2 separate regions of the Sus scrofa genome follow, and region 1 is linked to region 2. A link is a contact called in public HiChIP or PLAC-seq data. All regions are on one chromosome and are shown on one strand. The core of a region is the stretch at or near the end of the contact, and the rest is flanking DNA. Distances in the headings are between cores, read along the strand shown.

What was found. HiChIP or PLAC-seq counts read pairs in DNA pulled down with a chosen protein or histone mark.
Region 1: an H3K27ac HiChIP or PLAC-seq map of alveolar macrophages shows a contact between it and region 2. The contact joins two enhancer-like sites. A contact is called at or near these places in 4 of 47 Hi-C or Micro-C datasets (embryonic fibroblasts and liver) and 1 of 2 datasets of contacts at active chromatin or transcription factors (alveolar macrophages).

What each region holds. Positions count from the first base shown.
Region 1 is chr7:46,429,469-46,432,616 of Sscrofa11.1, forward strand. All of the region lies in intron 2 of LOC110261540 (a long non-coding RNA gene), which reads right to left. Among named protein-coding and RNA genes, the nearest start is that of TRAM2, 24 kb to the left of the region's middle. Within about 2 kb of position 1,298, at least 9 of the 83 cell types and tissues checked have an H3K27ac peak or open chromatin away from gene starts, as enhancers often do. A contact at or near this core is called in alveolar macrophages, where this site is marked.
Region 2 is chr7:46,341,787-46,344,724 of Sscrofa11.1, forward strand. All of the region lies in intron 2 of TRAM2 (translocating chain-associated membrane protein 2), which reads right to left. Among named protein-coding and RNA genes, the nearest start is that of TRAM2, 64 kb to the right of the region's middle. Within about 2 kb of position 1,570, at least 31 of the 83 cell types and tissues checked have an H3K27ac peak or open chromatin away from gene starts, as enhancers often do. A contact at or near this core is called in alveolar macrophages, where this site is marked.

The DNA of each region.
Region 1 (3,148 bases), core at 48-2,547, 87 kb after region 2:
GCATCCCAGGTTTGAGGAAGTAAGTAGCATTTTTCAGGTTTGTGCTCTAGAAGCCTGGCCAGAGACTGGGAAGCTGTGAGCTTATTCTCTGAGTCTCTTCCTCCCAATTAGGCCTGGGTCCTGGTGTAGTGGAGGTGATCTCTGGAGGCCTTTATGTCCCTCCGATTGCACACAGGTGATATTTAAAATGCCTAATGACCAAAAAAATTGTTTAAAAATGAGTTCCCATTGTGGCTTAGTGGGTTAAGGACCTGACGTTGTCTCGATGAGGATGAGGATTCGATTCCTGGCCTCACTCAATGGGTTAAGGATCCAGGATTGCTGTGAGCTGTGGTGTAGGTTGCAGACAAGGCTTGGATCGGGCGTTGCTGCGGCTGTGGTATAGGCCATCAAGTGCAGCTCCAATTTGACCCTTAGCCTGGAAACCTCCATATGCCACAGGTGCGGCCATAAAAAGAAAAAAAACAAACTTAAAACGTTTAATCACCAGACCAACTGAAACAGAAGACGGCTGAAAACCACTAACGTATCTGTCCTGGAGCTTACATCATCCCCACCCTGGCTGTGGTACTCCTTCCAAAGTTTATGGACCCTTTCCAGCACACTTGGAGAACTTGGCCTGTCACCCAGTCCCAGGGGAAAATCCCTAACTGGATTAAGCCAGCAGTTATCTCAGTTTCCTTTGCCTTTACTGGCTTAAGGGGTGGGCATGTATATTGGTTTACTATCGCTGCTGTAACAAATGACTAGAGCTTTACCATAAAACAACACAAATTTAGTGTCTTATGGTTGCGTAGGTCAGAAGTCATGTACAGATCTCCTTGGGTGTCTCCTAAGTTGTGTGCAGGGCTGAGTTCCTTTCTGGAGCTTCTAGGGGAGAATTGGTTTCTTTGCTGTCTCTGAAATGGATAGAATTCATTTCCTTGTAGCTGTAAGACTGAGGTCCCTGGCTCTCAGCTGGGGGCCTCTATTAGCATCTAGTGGCCACTCTCCAGGTCTTAGGCACAGCCCCTTCACTTTCAGAACCAGTGACAATTCCCCCCTCACGTCACCATCTCCATCAACTGGCTGGGTTTATGTGATTACACTGAACACCTCAGATAATCCAGGAGAGCCTCCCCATCTCTAGGGTCTACCCTTAATAACATCTGTAAGGTCCCTGTTGCCATGTAAGGTAGCAACTTCAGAGGCTCCAGGCGCCAAGAGTGTGAGCATTTTTGGAGGCTACTGTCTGCCTCTGGTGCATGACCCACTCTGGCCAAGAGACAAGAGGAAGTCTGCTGCAACTCGGGGAAGGATTTTGCTTCCTGACTTGGTGGCTTTTGCCACCCTCATCTGCTTTGACTGAGGGACTGTGAGCTGTGTCAGCCATTGTACCTCGCCAGGCATCAACTCCAAGAAAAAAATCAGACACGCTGAGAATGGCAGTGAGAGTATCAGAATGAAAAGAGAGAGAATGTTTAGCCATTTGATGACAATGTTGAGCCACTGAACCAGCCTAGACTCTTGAACCTTATTCCTGCTGGTCCCCTCTGTAGGGCTGGGTGAGGCCCCTCTATTTCCAGTTGTGGCTGGGGATTAGTCCAGATGGTCCACAGTCCTTAATGCTGCTGGCCAGACTTGACCTCCTGGTGGAGATGATTGTCTGAATGATGCCTGAACTTGCTGTAACTTTCACACTTAATGACTTGGACCACGAGCCTCCCTCACAGCAGCTCTGTCTCCCCAGCTTTGCCCCAGAAAGTCTCAGCTTTTCCCTCCCTAATAATCCTGCATTTCCAGGATCACAAACTACCTTCAATTTGCCCAGCTTGATGTTTCTGGTGTATCTTAATATCCAGACATCCTAGACTGCTGGCCATTCTCTGACTGGTCCTACCACTTTCATGCTGCTACACCATTCCTCATGCTGGTCCCTCACTCAGAAATGCCTTTCTGACACATGCACTGCATACTCACTGCAGCATTATTCACAATAGCCAAGACATGGAAACAACCTGAACGTCCATCGACAGAAGATTGGATTAGGAAGATGTGGTATATATACACAATGGAATACTACTCAGCCATAAAACAGAAAAAATAATGCCATTTGCAGCAACATGGATGGAACTAGAGACTCTTATACTCAGTGAAGTAAGTCAGAAAGAGAAAGACAAATACCATTTGATATCATTTATAGCTGGAATTTTATATATGGCACAAAGGTAACTTTCCACAGAAAAAAACTCATGGACTTGGAGAATAGACTTGTGGTTGCCAAGGGAGAGGGGGAGGGGGAGGGAGTGGGAAGGATTGGGAACTTGGGGTTACTAGATGCAGACTATTGTCTTTGGAATGGAAAAGCAATGATATCCTGCTGTGTAGCCCTGGGAACTATGTCTCATCACTTATGATGGAGCGTGATAATGGGAGAAAAAAGAATGTATACATGTATGTGTAACTGGGTCACCATGCTGCACAGCAGAATATTGAAAGAACACTATAAACCAGCTATAGTGAAAAAAAATCATTATATTAAAATAAAATAAAATCTACATTTTAAAACAAACAAAAAAGAAATGCCTTTCCACACTCTTATATCTTCACCATTAAATCCTTGTGACCATCCATGATGCTCTTATTCCCATTTGGCAAAAGATTCAAAATATTAGGTAACTTATTTAAGGTGACCTAGCCAGTAAATGGCAGAACTGGGATGCTGATGTAAGCCTTTCTGACCACAATGCCCATGTCCTTGGATGCCCCTTTGGCATTTTATAGAATGCGCTGCCCAACTTATGTCTTGAAGGACTTGTCCCCCATGCAATACAGGTACCCTGAAGGTGGGGAGTGAGTCATTCCTCCGTGACGCCTAGAGTCAGTGGTGTGCTCGTCAAAGTCAACAGCTGGCTTGGGGGTTAGGGGTTGGGAGCCCAGCTTTGTAGTATTTTTCATGGCATAAATACCCCACCATGGCTGATTTCAAGGTTCCAGTGCGATTTTACAAAACCAGGAGCTGGCAAGAGTGTACAGAAGCACCTTATTATAGGGTGCCTCCACCATACAGATACAATAGATGTGAGTCACTTCCAAAGCACTGATAGCAGCAAAATGTAGTAAAATCATTCAGAAGTGAATGAGCTTTGTTCATTTAGTACTTTTTTTT
Region 2 (2,938 bases), core at 320-2,819:
GACCAACCTCTCTGAGTTACTATCTCCCTATGCCCCTCCCAACCCAGAAAAAAGGGACTGCAGTTACACTTCATCAGGGATGCATGGTACAGCGTTGTGTGTGGACACAGAAGCCTGAGGTTGTGTCAAAGCTCTGGCATGTATCCTCCACCCTCTTTTTAAAAAATTTGAGGAATAGGAGTTCCCATCTTGGCTCAGTAGTTAACGAATCCAACTAGGAACCATGAGGTTGCAGGTTCGATCCCTGACCTTGCTCAGAGGGTTAAGGATCCAGCGTTGCCATGAGCTGTGGTATAGGTTGCAGACGCGGCTCGGATCCTGCGTTGCTGTGGCTGTGGTGTAGGCCAGTGGCTACAGCTCTGATTCGACCCCTAGCCTGGGAATCTCCATATGCCGTGGAAATGGCCCAAGAAAGGGCAAAAAGACCCCCCCCCTAAAAAAAAAGAGGTATGGCTGATCTATAATATTGCGCTAGTTTTGAGTGTACAGCAAAGTGATTCAGTTTTATATACATATTTTTTCAGATTATTTTCCATTATAGGTTATTGTAAGATATTGAATATAGTTCCCTGTGCTATGCAGTAAATTTCTGTTGTTTATTTTATATAGTTTATATCTGCTAATCCCATACTCCCAATTTATCCTTCCTCCTCTTTCTCCTTTGATAACCATAAGTTTGTTTTCTATGTCTGTGAGTCTATTTCTGGTTTGTAAATAGATTCAATTTTATTATTTTTTAGATTTCACATAAAAGTGATATATTTTTCTGTCTTACTTCACTCAGTATGATAATCTCTAGGTCCATCCATGTTGCTGCAAACGACATTATTTCATTCTTTTTTATGGGTGAGTAGTATTCCATTACTATGTCCCATTACATAGTACCCCCCTGACACACACAATCTTCTTTATCCAGAAAAAAAAAGATGAAAACTCTAATGGGAAAAGATATATACACCCCAATATTCACAGCAGCACTATTTACAACAGCCAAGACATGAAAGCAACCTAAGTGTCCATTGACAGATGAATAGATAAAGAAGATGTCACTTATTTCCCATGTGACTCTGGAGCACCTCTACGGGTGACCTTTCTGTGCCTCAGATTCCTCATCTGTAAAATGAAGAGAATAGCAGTTCCTGTCCTGTAAGGTTATAGTGAGAATCAGATGACTTAAAAAAATGCAAAGGGCTTAGAATAGTAACTGATACAAAGTAAGTGCTATGTATGTATTTGCTATTACTCTGCTCGTTGTCGGGCTACTATGAGGATTAAATGAGATAATCTGTATGCAAGATACTTATCACAGTGTCTAAACCATGGTACAGCATGCACTATATGGTAGTTTATTAAAATATTACTAGTAATAAATGAGATGGAACCCCAGATACCCAAGTCTTGCAAAGCTTTGCTCTTGCAGCCTTTCTCTCCTCGGACAGAGGAGGCCTCATGCCTCTGTTCCAGCTGGCAGGCCCCAGGGCTGCAGGAGCTCAGGATGCAGGCCTGGATCCCTGGTGCTCTGTGGACACCCTCCCCCGAGCAGACACCCTGGCCGCCTTTCCAGCTGTGCTGCCTTCGTGCTGAGTCACACACTCATGAGTCATCTCGCTTTGCTGGGATGGCAGTCCAGGGTGGGTGAGTTTCAGGGTGGCTGCAGCGTGAAGGAGAGCTGGGAGTCATCCCGCGACCCCACCACCCTGGAGATGGAGACTGTGCTGGTGGCCAGTGGCGGTGGAGGGGCAGGGAGGACGTGGAGCACATGAACCTTGAGATCAAACTGTCCTTTTTCCTCTCCCTCCTCGCTTCCTCAAAGACCCCGCTCTGTGAGAGGCACTGGGCTGGACTGTTGACACATGGAGACAAAAGACACTGCCCCAGCTTCAGAGAGCCCAGACCGGCTGGGAGACTGACAAATGTACAATGACCTACATTCGGGCAGCCAGGCTTGTGATACCAAGAGGTAAATGCAGCCACACAGCGTGCTAGGCGAGGGAGGGCCTGATTCCAGCTGAGGCAGAGGAGGTGGGGTGGCTCATCAGGGGAAACAGGATGATAGCGAAACTTGGGAACAAGTAGGGGTTAGTCAGGTGGGCAAGAGGTCCTGGGCAGAGGAGACAGCACCAGCAAAGGATGCACTGCAAAGGATGCAATGCTGTAGGCAGGCATGTGAAAGGGCGTGGACTTTATCCTGAAGGCAACGTGGAAACATCGAAGACCTCAAACTCAAGAGGGAAATGATGAAATTTGGGTTCTGGAACATTTACTCTGGCAGCAGTGAACATCATGGGGCCTGGAGGGAGATACCAGTGATGCAGGTAGGAACTACGGGGACCTAAATTAAAGCCGGCGGGGGGGGGGCATCAGCCACAGAGGCCTGGTGAGACTAGGCGACTGACCCGTGAGGGGGCTGAGACCTGGGAGGAGGGTCAGCACTGAGGACCAGAGGAGACACAGGAGCAGGGAAAGTGGGGGGCACGTGGGAAAGCCTCTCCTCCCTGCCGTTCCATGGTGAGGCCAGCATTGCCCTTTCCCTGCCTTCTTCGTAAGGGAGGATCAAAGAAGAGTTAGAAGGCAGCATTTTCTGAAACTGTAAAATAGCTAAAACACGCCAAGTTTCGCCATCAACACCAGCATTATGAGGCAAAACGAGATTTATATTCAAACAGGCACTGTCCAGAAGTAGTGAAACAACCTGTGTCAAGACTTGGGATTATCCACCTTAGAGCCTCTTCAAGTCACCTCCATTCTTCACCCCAATACTATGATTTCGAATAGACAAGACGAGAGCCTTAAATCTCATCAGCAAAGACTCAAATCCTTTGCTGATGAGCGCTCCATGCATGTTTGTTCATCCACCAGCAAAACACATGCAGGGCTCCATGCTGGGTGCTGGGGGAACGGCAGAGAGAGAGGTGGGCATGGCCCTACCTTGGCAGAG